Linked DNA regions of Hordeum vulgare: region 2 is linked to region 1. The links are chromatin contacts, called in public Hi-C maps. All regions are on one chromosome and are shown on one strand. Each heading gives the region's core, a stretch centred on a gene start, on an enhancer-like site or on the middle of the called end of the contact. The rest is flanking DNA. Distances are from core to core; before and after follow the strand shown.

Region 1 (5,465 bases), core at 1,279-3,778:
AATGTGAGCTCCGCGTCAATCCCGTCCATGAGCGGCGGACTGGGCGGGTGGGAGCGGAGCAGTGAGAAGGTCGTGGAGAACCCAAATGAGGAGAGAGGCGTAAAATGAATCGGTATTTTTCACTTAGTGGTAGCAAATTTTTGTAACTTCCTCCAACTCCGCTGATCGCGCTCCATGGATCCAGAAAATAGCAGCTCCACTGTTACGTACTACGGGTCAACTCAGATCCTAGCTCTCGGCTCTGCAGAGCTGGGCCGTTCAGTCCGGCTTCACACACGGAGTCAACGGAGCGCAGAGCTGGTAAGAATCCAAACGGGCCCTTACAATCTAGTATTAATACTAAAAGCAAACTGCGGTCATTCAAAAGTACAAATTATACTTGTTTAAACAAGCATTATAGAAACCTGAAGAAAATTACCTGACCAAGAAGGGCTGGGAAATTATCCCCATCATCATCCAAAACAATCTTGAATGAGTCAGATGCCATTTGCAACTCACCCTTGGCCACACAGAGTTGACCTAGATAGCAACGTCAATAATTAAAATGTTAAAAGCCATACTCCTCTAGTCGGAACAGCAACATGACAAAGCACTTTGCTGGTAAATAAAGTGCCCCCTTTTAGTCCAGTACTCCTAGGTTCTAGAGAGCAGTTGTATGATCTTCTCTATGTCTAATAAACCAGTAAGAGAAATCAACACTTACATAATACATAGCAGACGCAACAAATAAAACCAAGGATGTAAAAATGAATAAACTGCATGACTGTAACACCCAAAGAACACCCAACCAAGCAACGATTAGGCTTTCATCCATGCTTCATCTGAAGAGGTTAACCATGTGGGTTTGGATCATTGCTAAGCATTACAAGCTATTTGTAACAGAAATTCAACTAGCCACATGGAACTAGCCGCCAGACTACCAGGCCTCACTGGGCCCATGGCATCACAGTTTAGATATGCTATATAACTTTCACAAACACATTGCTGATCTTGTGTTAATCAAATTTACAATGTTCTGGTGAACTAACGAACACAAAACACTCATTCTTTCTGCTTATCACAAACTAGACAGGCAGAGTTATATAATGTCTTGTAGCATGTCTTTGATTCTGAAATTGATTGTCTATGATAGAGAAGTTACAAACAAATACAACAAATCATTCAACATAAACAGAAATATCAAACTATCAGATGCCAAAAATTCAAACAGTCACTTCAACCAAAATGATGCTACACTTAACTGAATGAAGTGCTACGCAAACCATAACCAAAGATGAAAATGTGTTACAAAGAGATGCACATAACAGTCGCTAAACTATAAACCACAACTGAAATGTTCTAAAGTGGTATAACCTCTTCCAATCCATGTAGACGGTTCAGTTTCATCTATCCTCGACGCTCTATTGTAGTACTGAGTTGCGTCTTTGAAATGCGCTTCCTTCTGTGGTGCTCTCTCAGCCTTTCCCAAGAAAGTATGAAAAGCACCCAAAGCATTAAGGATGGCTATCCGCTCATACTTCACATCGGCATAATAATCATCAATTTCTGCAGAGAAGAGGGAATGATTCAACAACAGAAGATTTATATAGAAATTTAAAGAAACAATGAGAAAATGAACTAGTGTTGTATAATCTATTATTTTTCGGATCATAAATTATTGCGCAGGATAATGATAAGAATTATAATGTAAATTCACCTGGTCCGGATCCTTCCTCTAAAATCTGTCGGAACTGCTCGATCTTTCCTTGCTTGAAGTATTCTCTCTGTGGCAATAATTTTCAGAGGTAAATAAGAAACATCCGGACATTTTCCTCAATACTAAAAAAGGTTAGCTCGATTTCACAAGAAAACTACCTATAAAATTACAAGACAGGGTATCTGCAAGTATAGTAAGTTTCACCATGAGACTAGAGCGTAGATAAAATGCAGGTCACGAGTGTGAGGACTGAGATTTGGGGAATGAAACTCTGGCACAGCTTCTCCTCTTCTTCAGATCTTCCACTCAAACTACCCGTCCAAACAAATCAGGACGACACCCTCACTGCCAAAACGTCGCTAGCACCACCCCTGGCCGAAACAGCTCGGGTTGAACAACCAGGGCAGAGCAGAGAACGGAATGACAGGCGCACGCACACGCACACGCACATTTGAAAAATCCCACCAAAATCGGTCAAACCCTCGGAAAGCCCACCTTGAAGCTGAAAAGGGTCGCATCAGCGGGGCGAGGGTCCGCCAGAACCGTAGCCGTAGAAGTTCCTCTATACACACCGCCGACGACCTAGACCTAGACCTAGACCTAGGAGAGATTGCAGGGGAAGCTTGGAGTCCTGAGAGCGAGGGAACCTACCGCGATGATGAGCCAGAGGTGGAGCGGGGCTTGCTCCGCCTTGAGGATGTCGAGGATGTCGGAGGCGTCGGTGGGGAGCAGGTCCAGCGCCACCCGCACCTCCTCCTCCGTCCCCTGCACCGGTATGTACACGCTCGCCATCCCGCCGTCGCTCCCTTCCCTTCCCTTCCCTTCCCTTCGCCGCCGCCCAAAGGGAGAGAAAATCGTGGTATAAATGACAGGAGAATAGGAGCAGACGGGAAGCGCTATGTCTCGCTTCTAGCGAGACCTAGCCTGCTGTCGCGTAAGGCGACTCCATAAATGGACCGGCCCATACGCGAGGGAGGCCACGGGCTCGTTTTTTTCTATGTGTTTTTTTACTTTTTTCTTTTTTTTTTCTTTATACTTCGATACAATTTAAATAAATATATTAAGAAATCATTTTAGATAAAACAATTAGAAAATATGTTAACCAAGCATATGGACAAAATGTCTATAAAAAATCATGTATACAGAAAATATACAATGTGTGTGAAAAAAGTTGATTGTGTATTTTAAAAATAATATTAATCAAGCATTTGAAGAAATGTTGAACAAATATTTGAAAAAAATTACTTAAACATTTGAAAAATGTTAAATATTTATATAAAAAAGCTGACCATGTATTTAAAAAATGTTAATCAAGCATTTGAAAAATGTAAATATGTATAGAAAAATAATTAACATGTACTTCCTCGTCTCAAAATAAGTGTCATAAATTTACTACTAAGTTAGCATAAATTTTATACTAAAGTAGCGACACTTATTTTGGGACGGAGGGGGTATTTGAGGAAAATGATCAAGCATTTGAAAATTGTTAAATGTGTATAGGAAAGCCTTTGACCATGTATTCAAAATGCTCTTTGCAAAGGTCACTACATCCTCTCTTCACTTGTTGTAATTTTGGAGTTTTTTTTTCATAGATTAGTTTATTCTAAATATTTTATCACTTAAACCATGCGTTCAAATCTCGAACCATTTTTATCGTTGGATTCCTCACGTCGAGACTTTCAAGACTACATTTTTTTCATGAAGAGACCCAAACCGAAAGCATGTCTTTTTAACTTTTCCCCTTTTCGATGAGGCACAATTGTGCCTCTCACAAAAGCAAATCTGTGTCTCCTTCGAAAGAAGAAAAACATGTTATTTTTTAATTTTCGAAAGGCACATCACGGAAGCAAATCGGTGGCCGCACGAGAAGTAAATATGCCCCTCTCACGAAAAAAACACTTTTTCCCCTTTTTTACGAGACACTCGGAGAAAGAAATTTGTGTATTCACGAGAAGTAAATATGTACCTCCCACAGAAGAAGAAGAAAGAAAGAAAACATGTTTTTCCTTTTTGTTAGGGCATATTTCTCCCTAAGTGGTTTTGGTGATTGATGACAATGTGTGTGCGGACTAATTGTGTGCATTGAGCATTTCAGATAATTCATGACTAGGCACAAGACGATTCGGTGCCCCTCCGAGTCTTTCAAAAACGGTTGCTTTCTGATACGTCCATTTTGCATCATGCTTTATGTTGATATTTATCGCTTTATGGGCTGTTATATTACCTTGTGGTACCATACTTATGCCTTTTCTCTCATATTTTGCAGGGTTTATTTGAAGAGGGAGAATACCGGCAGCTGGAATTCTGGACTGGAAAAGGAGCAAGTCTGAGTCCTTTATTCTGCACAACTCCAAATGCCCTGAAAATCAACGTGGAATTTTTTGGGAATATATAAAAAATACTGGACGAAAGAAGTACCAGAGGGGAGCTACCAGGGCCCCACAAGCCTGGTAGCCGCCACCCCCCTGGTGGCGGCTACAGGGCTTGTGGGCTCCCTGACGGCACACTGGTCCCCCCTCTTTTGCTATATGAAGGGTTTCGTTTCAGAAAAAATCAAGGTGGAGCTTTTTCGTGGATTCTCCGCCACCACGAGGCGGAACTTGAGCAGATCCAATCTAGAGCTCCGGCAGGACGATCCTGCCGGGGAAACTTCCCTCCCGGAGGGGGAAATCGTCGCCTTCGTCATCACCAACACTCCTCTCGTCGGAGGGGAGGCATCTTCATCAACATCTTCATCAGCACCATCTCCTCTCCAATTCCTAGTTCATCTCTTGTAACCAATCTCCGTCTGGCGACTCCGATTGGTACTTGTAAGGTTGCTAGTAGTGTTGATTAATCTTTGTAGTTGATGCTAGTTGGATTACTTGGTGGAAGAGTTTATGTTCAGATCCTTGATGCTATTCATTACACCTCTGATCATGATTATGATTATGCTTTGTGAGTAGTTACTTTTGTTCCTGAGGACATGGGATAAGTCATGCTGATAATAGTCATGTGAATTTGGTATTCGTTCGGTATTTTGATATGATGTATGTTGTTTTTCCTCTAGTGGTGTTATCGAAAGGACTACGATTGATCCCCTATACTTGTGGGTCATCACTTTCTATGTTTCTCTCTGGTGGATTTGAGTCGTAGGAAACCCGTACTATTAAGAGGGGGTCCGCTTCGGAAAGGTTTCGGTGGAATCAACAGATACACATTTCCATTGCACCACCTTTCCCTTGCTTCAATGGAGCTCCAACATGTTTTTACCTGTCTGTGCAAAAGGGCCAGCGGTAGTACCGCTCTCTGGGCGGTAGTAGTTTTTTACTACAGCTCCGACGGACTTTTTGCGCATCCTTTTGCCTCGGCAGTGGTAGGCACGGTAGTAGTTTTTTACTACCGTGTGGTAGTACCGCTATTAGCAGCGGTAGCACCGCTCTGCTAGTGCTGTGAGTGAGGGGTAACCGTTGGATTTTTTTTCACTATATAAAGAGGTCTTCTTCCTCAGGAAGCTCACCCTTTACGTCCCCAAGCTCCATTGTTACTCCAAAGCTCATTCTCGCCCGATATCTCTCCTTAGCCAGTCAAACTTGTTGATTTCCTAGGGATTGGTTGAGAAGGGCCTGATCTACACTTCCACCAAGAGATATTTGATTCCCCACACTAATCCCTTGCAGATCTTGTTACTCTTGGATGTTTGAGCACCCTAACGGTTGAGGTCTCCTCGGAGCCACATTCCATTGTGGTAAAGCTTCGTGGTCTTGTTGGGAGCCTCCAAGCTTTGTGT
Region 2 (5,465 bases), core at 1,121-3,620, 220 kb after region 1:
TACTACATTAATTTTCTATTTCTTTCTTCCGTAACACTGCAACAAAGTTCTTCTACCGTGACGGATATAGACCCCTCCTTTCAATCAAAAAGAAAAAAGATAAGACAGATATAGGCCGCTGTCCCCATTCACTAGATCATCATCGGTCAGCTGGAGCACATCTTGTGATTTTGTTATTACGTAAGTCGAGATCGATGGACGGACTTGATCAAGACGACGGACCTTAGAACATCTCGAGCAGCACCCTCAACAGCCACCCTTAAGTCATTTTTTTCATCAACAGGAAAAAAAGGTCCAGTTGCGTCTTCAGGAGTCCGTTTTTCGTCGGTTAGGATCGAAATTGGCTCCGACAGTTTCAAGTGGGCACCGGCGGAAGAAAAACGGCGTGCCGGCCCGTGTCACGTGGGAAAAAGGTTTTTCTTCGTTGAGTTTTGCCCCTCGCGCACTACACCTTTCGTCGCCGTGTCGATCTCGGCGACGCTCACCTATCTACCGGCGCTACAAAGGCCATCTTCCCGTAGACTAAGGGAGGGTACGCCATGGCTTCACCTCCCCCTACCCCCCGCTTCTTGGTGGATTTTTCGGCGCTCCGGGCACACACGTGGTTACGCGTCCGTCACGCCTGCCAAGTGTTCGTCTTGACTAGGCGACGGATTCCGACGACGACGGGGCGTTCGCGGTGCTAATGAAGGAGGAAGCTGACGCCGACCTAGGATGAAGAGCACCTCATGATCCTCGCCGCTCCGGTCGGCCTGTTCGCGAGCAATGCAAAGCCGAGGCGAGGTGGCTCGACGCCGGGCCGGCTGATGGTAAAGCATAGGCATTGACTAGAAGGCTATTGCTTGCTCTACACCGACTACTTCGCCGACGCTCCTCTGCACGGCGAAAAAGTATTTCGACGCCGTTATCGGATGAGCCAGAAGCTCTTCCTCAAGATTGTGAATTCCATCAGGGAGTTCGACAACTACTTCAAGTGCAAAAGGGATTGCATCAGCACACTTGGATTCATCTCACTTTAAAAGTGGACGACAACTATGAGGATGCTTGCATACGGAGCTCCCAGTGATATTCTGGAAGACTATGGACCCATGGATGAGTCCACCATCATTGAGTAGTTGTACAAGTTCCGCACGACAGTGGTGGCAGTGTTTGGACCTCAATATTTGCGATCATCCAATGCCGAAGACACTGCTCGGATCCTAGCACAGAATGCAGTAAGACGATTTCCTGGGATGCTTGAAAGTATCGACTGCATGCATTGGAAATTGAAAAACTGTCCATTTGCTTGGCAGGGGATGTACAAAGGCGCCAAAGGAGGTTGCAGTGTGGTACTTGAGGCAGTGGCCACAAATGACCTTTGGATTTGGCTCTCCTTCTTCGGTATGCGAAGAACTCACAATAACATCAACGTACTGCAGTGCTCGAATGTGTTTGCCAAACTTGTTGAAGGTCACGCTCCTTCGGTTAACTACAAGAACAATGGGCACCACTACAACAAGGGATACTACCTAGCATATGACATCTATCCGAGATGGTTCACATTCGTGAAGACTATCTCAAATCTTGCACGAGGAGGCAAGAACTCCTGCTTTGTCAAGCGTCAAGAAGCTTGCAAGAAGGATGTCGAGCGGATATTTGGTGTGCTTCAATCTCGTTCTGTTGTTGTCCGGTACCCCATTCAGACCTGATCGAAATATCAAATGTGAGAAGTCATGACTTGTCGTGTCGTCTTACACATCATGATCACTGAGAACGAGCAGGAGGAGTCAGTGTTTGATACTGAACTATATTACAGGCAAGGTCCTCTTGCCCAAGTTGATCACCAGCTACAACAACCTGGACTGCATTTCTCAACATGCGTCAGGAGATCCGAGACCCACAGGTGCATTAGCAACTGCAGGACGATTTAGTGGAACACATATGGAGGCTCAGGGGCAACGCCTAGCTCGATGTGCGATGAATTATGAGTTTTTATTTGTTAAACTATTTTAATTTGTATTGAATTGTTGAACTATTTTTAATTTGTATTGATTTTATGATAAACTATGTGATAAAAAAATAACTATTGTTGTTCAATTTATGCTGAAGGATGCTGAATATGGATCAAAAGTGGACCAATTTACGTCAAAAGTGGATCAATTTACGTCGAAAATGGATCGAAATCGGCGACTAAGGAAATTTTGAAGGGGCGGCCGGGAACCCAAACCCCACGTCGATTTTTCTGCCGGCGCACCTCAGACGGCGCTATTTCACGTCACTAGGTGGTGAACGGTTGGAGATGCTTTTAGTATGGAAAATCACACGGCCGGCATATACCTTCTTAGTTATATTCCACAGTTCCTTCAGACCTCACAATCAGATGACCGAATCCACTCATGACCGCCTGCAGCAAAAGAAAGTCTAGTGATGCCAGGTTGCCAAACCCACTACTACCACGAGTCAATATTGTCGCAAGTTACGCCCAATCCCACGACGACGATAGAGCTCGCAAGTTGCAGCGTCCATGCGGGCGGCCGCGGCCTTCCAGCCTTGACCCCTCCGTCCCCGCGGCCCCAAAACAAAAGACGAAGGAGACGGTTGTTCCTTGCTAGCCTGCTCCAAACGACGAGCACGGAGCGGGCTAGAGCCTAGAGCTGGCGTGGAGGCGGCTCGATCATGGAGAAACAGCCGGGCAGCTGGCGGGGGAGCAACGCCGGCCACGAGGAGAGGCTGCCCCTGCGCAGCGGCGGCGCCGGCGGCCTGGAGACGGAGACAAGGGCGCCGCACGCCGACGCCGCGGATCAGCAGCAGGAGGCGGGGCGGGGCAGGCACCGGCGCAACTGCGTGCGCGCCGCGCTGGTGCTCTGCCTGCTCACGCTCCCGGCCTGCATGCTCGTCGTCTGGAACCTGCGGGCCGGCTCCTCGTCGCGGATGCTCTTCGACGTCGGCAACCTCCCAAAGCACGACGGCGACGACCAAGGTACGTACTACCACTGCTCCACTTAGAATTCATGTAATTCATACTCGCGACCATCCGAAAACATACATACATACACATATATATATATATATATATATATATATATATATATATATATATATATATATATATGTACGCGCAGACGCAACTGCTGCTGTACGACTGTAGAAGCTGAAGCTTCTCTCAATTTAGCTAGTAGCAGAAGGTGCAAGGAATGGTTTTTTTTTCCTATAAAAAGACTTGCAGGAAATGATTGGGGAAGTTCATCAAGGATTCGAGGGAATCGTAGGGGCACAAAGATACGTACCAGACGAACGTTAATAGACTTAATTAATCAACTTAATTAATAGCTGAGAGCATAGCTGAGGTGATCAAGTACGTAGCCAGAGGCCGGTTAAATCCGTTGAGTTAGGCACACAAGATCCGAACAATAATTGCCAGCGCCATGCGCGCGGAATGTTCTTTCCGATATTGAGAATTTTGGGTGGACGTCGGACGACGACGGGCTTTCGTGGCGAAAAGAGAGGTAGCAGCTCGGTCGTCCATATCCTCTTCCTACATCGCTCAAATCCTATCCACTCTTTTCCGGATTCTTCTTCATCCCTCTCCCAGTCGCTCCATCCTTTCTCACCATGTATCTCAGAGGTAGCAGCTAGCCGACACAACCGCGTGCACGCCGAGACGAAAAGAGGGAGACGTTGCTGCAAGGCAAAGCCGTTAGAGCATCTCCACCACCCGCTCAACGTGCGGGGCGAGTTAAAAATCAGTCTGCGGCATGTCTTTCGTCTGTTTTGGCACCACGGCCAGTGCTGGCTCTAACGGCCGTCATAAAATGACGCGCGCGTAGCTAGAGCAGACGCGTTAAAATGCAGCGTGCGTTATCGCTCAAACAACATATGCGCTCAAAACACAAGTAAAAAAATCAAACACAAATAAAATAAAGCAACAAAATTAGTTTAAGTTCGTTACAACTCAAACAAATAGTATTTTTTCAATACAACAAATAGTTCAACAATACAACAACAAATGCACAAATCATGATGCTCTTTGTCGGTCATTCCATGTCCACCATTCCTTAATGAGATCCTTCTAAAGATCAATATGCGTTTCGGGACGTCAAATGGCTGATAAAAGACAACAAAACGGGCTACCCTTTCAGCCTTCTGCCGCACTCGCACGGGATATCCCAAGAGCTCATACTGAGAGTAGTCTAAATCTTGGCCACGCTCATTCTCGATGATCATGTTGTGCATGATCACACAAGCATACATGATGTACCAAAGCATCTTTTGATCCCAAAATCTTTTGAACACCTTGCGGGCGCCAAGCGGCAGTGGGCGGGCGGGCGCTGTTCGTCGGACGGCTGCCGCGCGCGAGGGGCGGCGGTGACTAGAGAGAGACGGAGGAAGCAGCGACGACGCGGGGGATAGGCCGGAGAAGCGTCGGAACGGTCGCCGGAAGAAATGAGGTGGCGCTGGCGGCGGCGGCGCCGCGGCTGTACGGGGTAGGTGGAGTTGCGAGCGGGCGCTCGAGTATGCAGTGCGCGGGAGCGGGCACAACAAATAAATGACGCGCGATGGCGTTTTCGCCCGCGCGCTGAACTGGTTATGTCGCATGCGGGGTTTTTGCGCCTCTGTTGGAGCGCCCGGAGCGATAGCGCGCGCAAAAAGGACTAATTTTTCAGCGCAGAGCTTGTTTAGCGTGTCTGTTGGAGATACTCTTACGGCAAGCTCCCGCACGCTCGAACTACTCCCTTCGTTTCTAAATATAAGTTTTTTTTAAGATTTTTCTAAAAGACTACGTACGAATGTATATAGGTATAATTTAAAGTGTAGATTCACTCATTTTACTTCGAATGTCATACTTTAATGAAATCTTTAAAAAGACTTATATTTAAAAACAGATGGAGTAGACGAGTAGGCGCCGCCGCCGTTTGCTGCTGCTGCAGGGGACTAGAGACTATTGTTCGTCGTTGCTGCTGCTGCAAGGTGACTCGAATGCCGTTCACCCAATGATGCTCCTGCAAGGGGACTCGACTAACCAGTGGCTCTCTAAGTGTGGCTAGACATGCAAGGCCGGGATTGCCACCAGTGCTTCCGGCGGGTGAGCTCTGTCGGTGCAGCGGAGGTGTGTTGTTACAAAGTGCCGCGACTAACGTTAGTGCCGGGCACTAGTGCTTCGTGGTCGATGACCATTGGCGCTGCTGCTGCAAGGGGATGGGGATGCCGGTGCCGGATGCCGCAAGGTCAATAATCTGATTACCGTCTTGCCTCAATGGCAACGGGTCTGCAAGAGCCGTGGCTGTGGGTCGTCGGTAGCATCGAGGCTTCGAGTGGCGACAGGTATGCTATGAGGCGACGACCAGCGTGGGTGGCGGGGTGCTATGACACCGAGCGAACATGTTGCGAACACAATGTAGGGCAGCTGACAATGTTGCAAAGATGTCGACAGACGTGGTGTCGCAATGTTGTGTGGTGTGCTTTGGTGTGCGACCATGAATCTATGT

What was found. A called contact is a pair of places that touch in the nucleus more often than the background predicts.
Region 2: a Hi-C map of leaf shows a contact between it and region 1, with 3 times the contacts expected there. The contact joins the promoter of LOC123403837 here to the promoter of LOC123404486 in region 1. A contact is called at or near these places in 4 of 6 Hi-C or Micro-C datasets (leaf and seedling) and 1 of 1 datasets of contacts at active chromatin or transcription factors (embryo).

The regions. Positions count from the first base shown.
Region 1 is chr6H:517,264,357-517,269,821 of MorexV3_pseudomolecules_assembly, forward strand. It overlaps LOC123404486 (protein CTR9 homolog), which reads right to left and starts at 2,529. Exons shown (of 24, transcript XM_045098421.1): 1 at 2,348-2,529; 2 at 1,697-1,763; 3 at 1,354-1,545; 4 at 419-519. The coding sequence starts at 2,488.
Region 2 is chr6H:517,479,950-517,485,414 of MorexV3_pseudomolecules_assembly, forward strand. It overlaps LOC123403837 (galactoside 2-alpha-L-fucosyltransferase-like), which reads left to right and starts at 2,371. Exons shown (of 2, transcript XM_045097757.1): 1 at 2,371-2,959. The coding sequence starts at 2,656.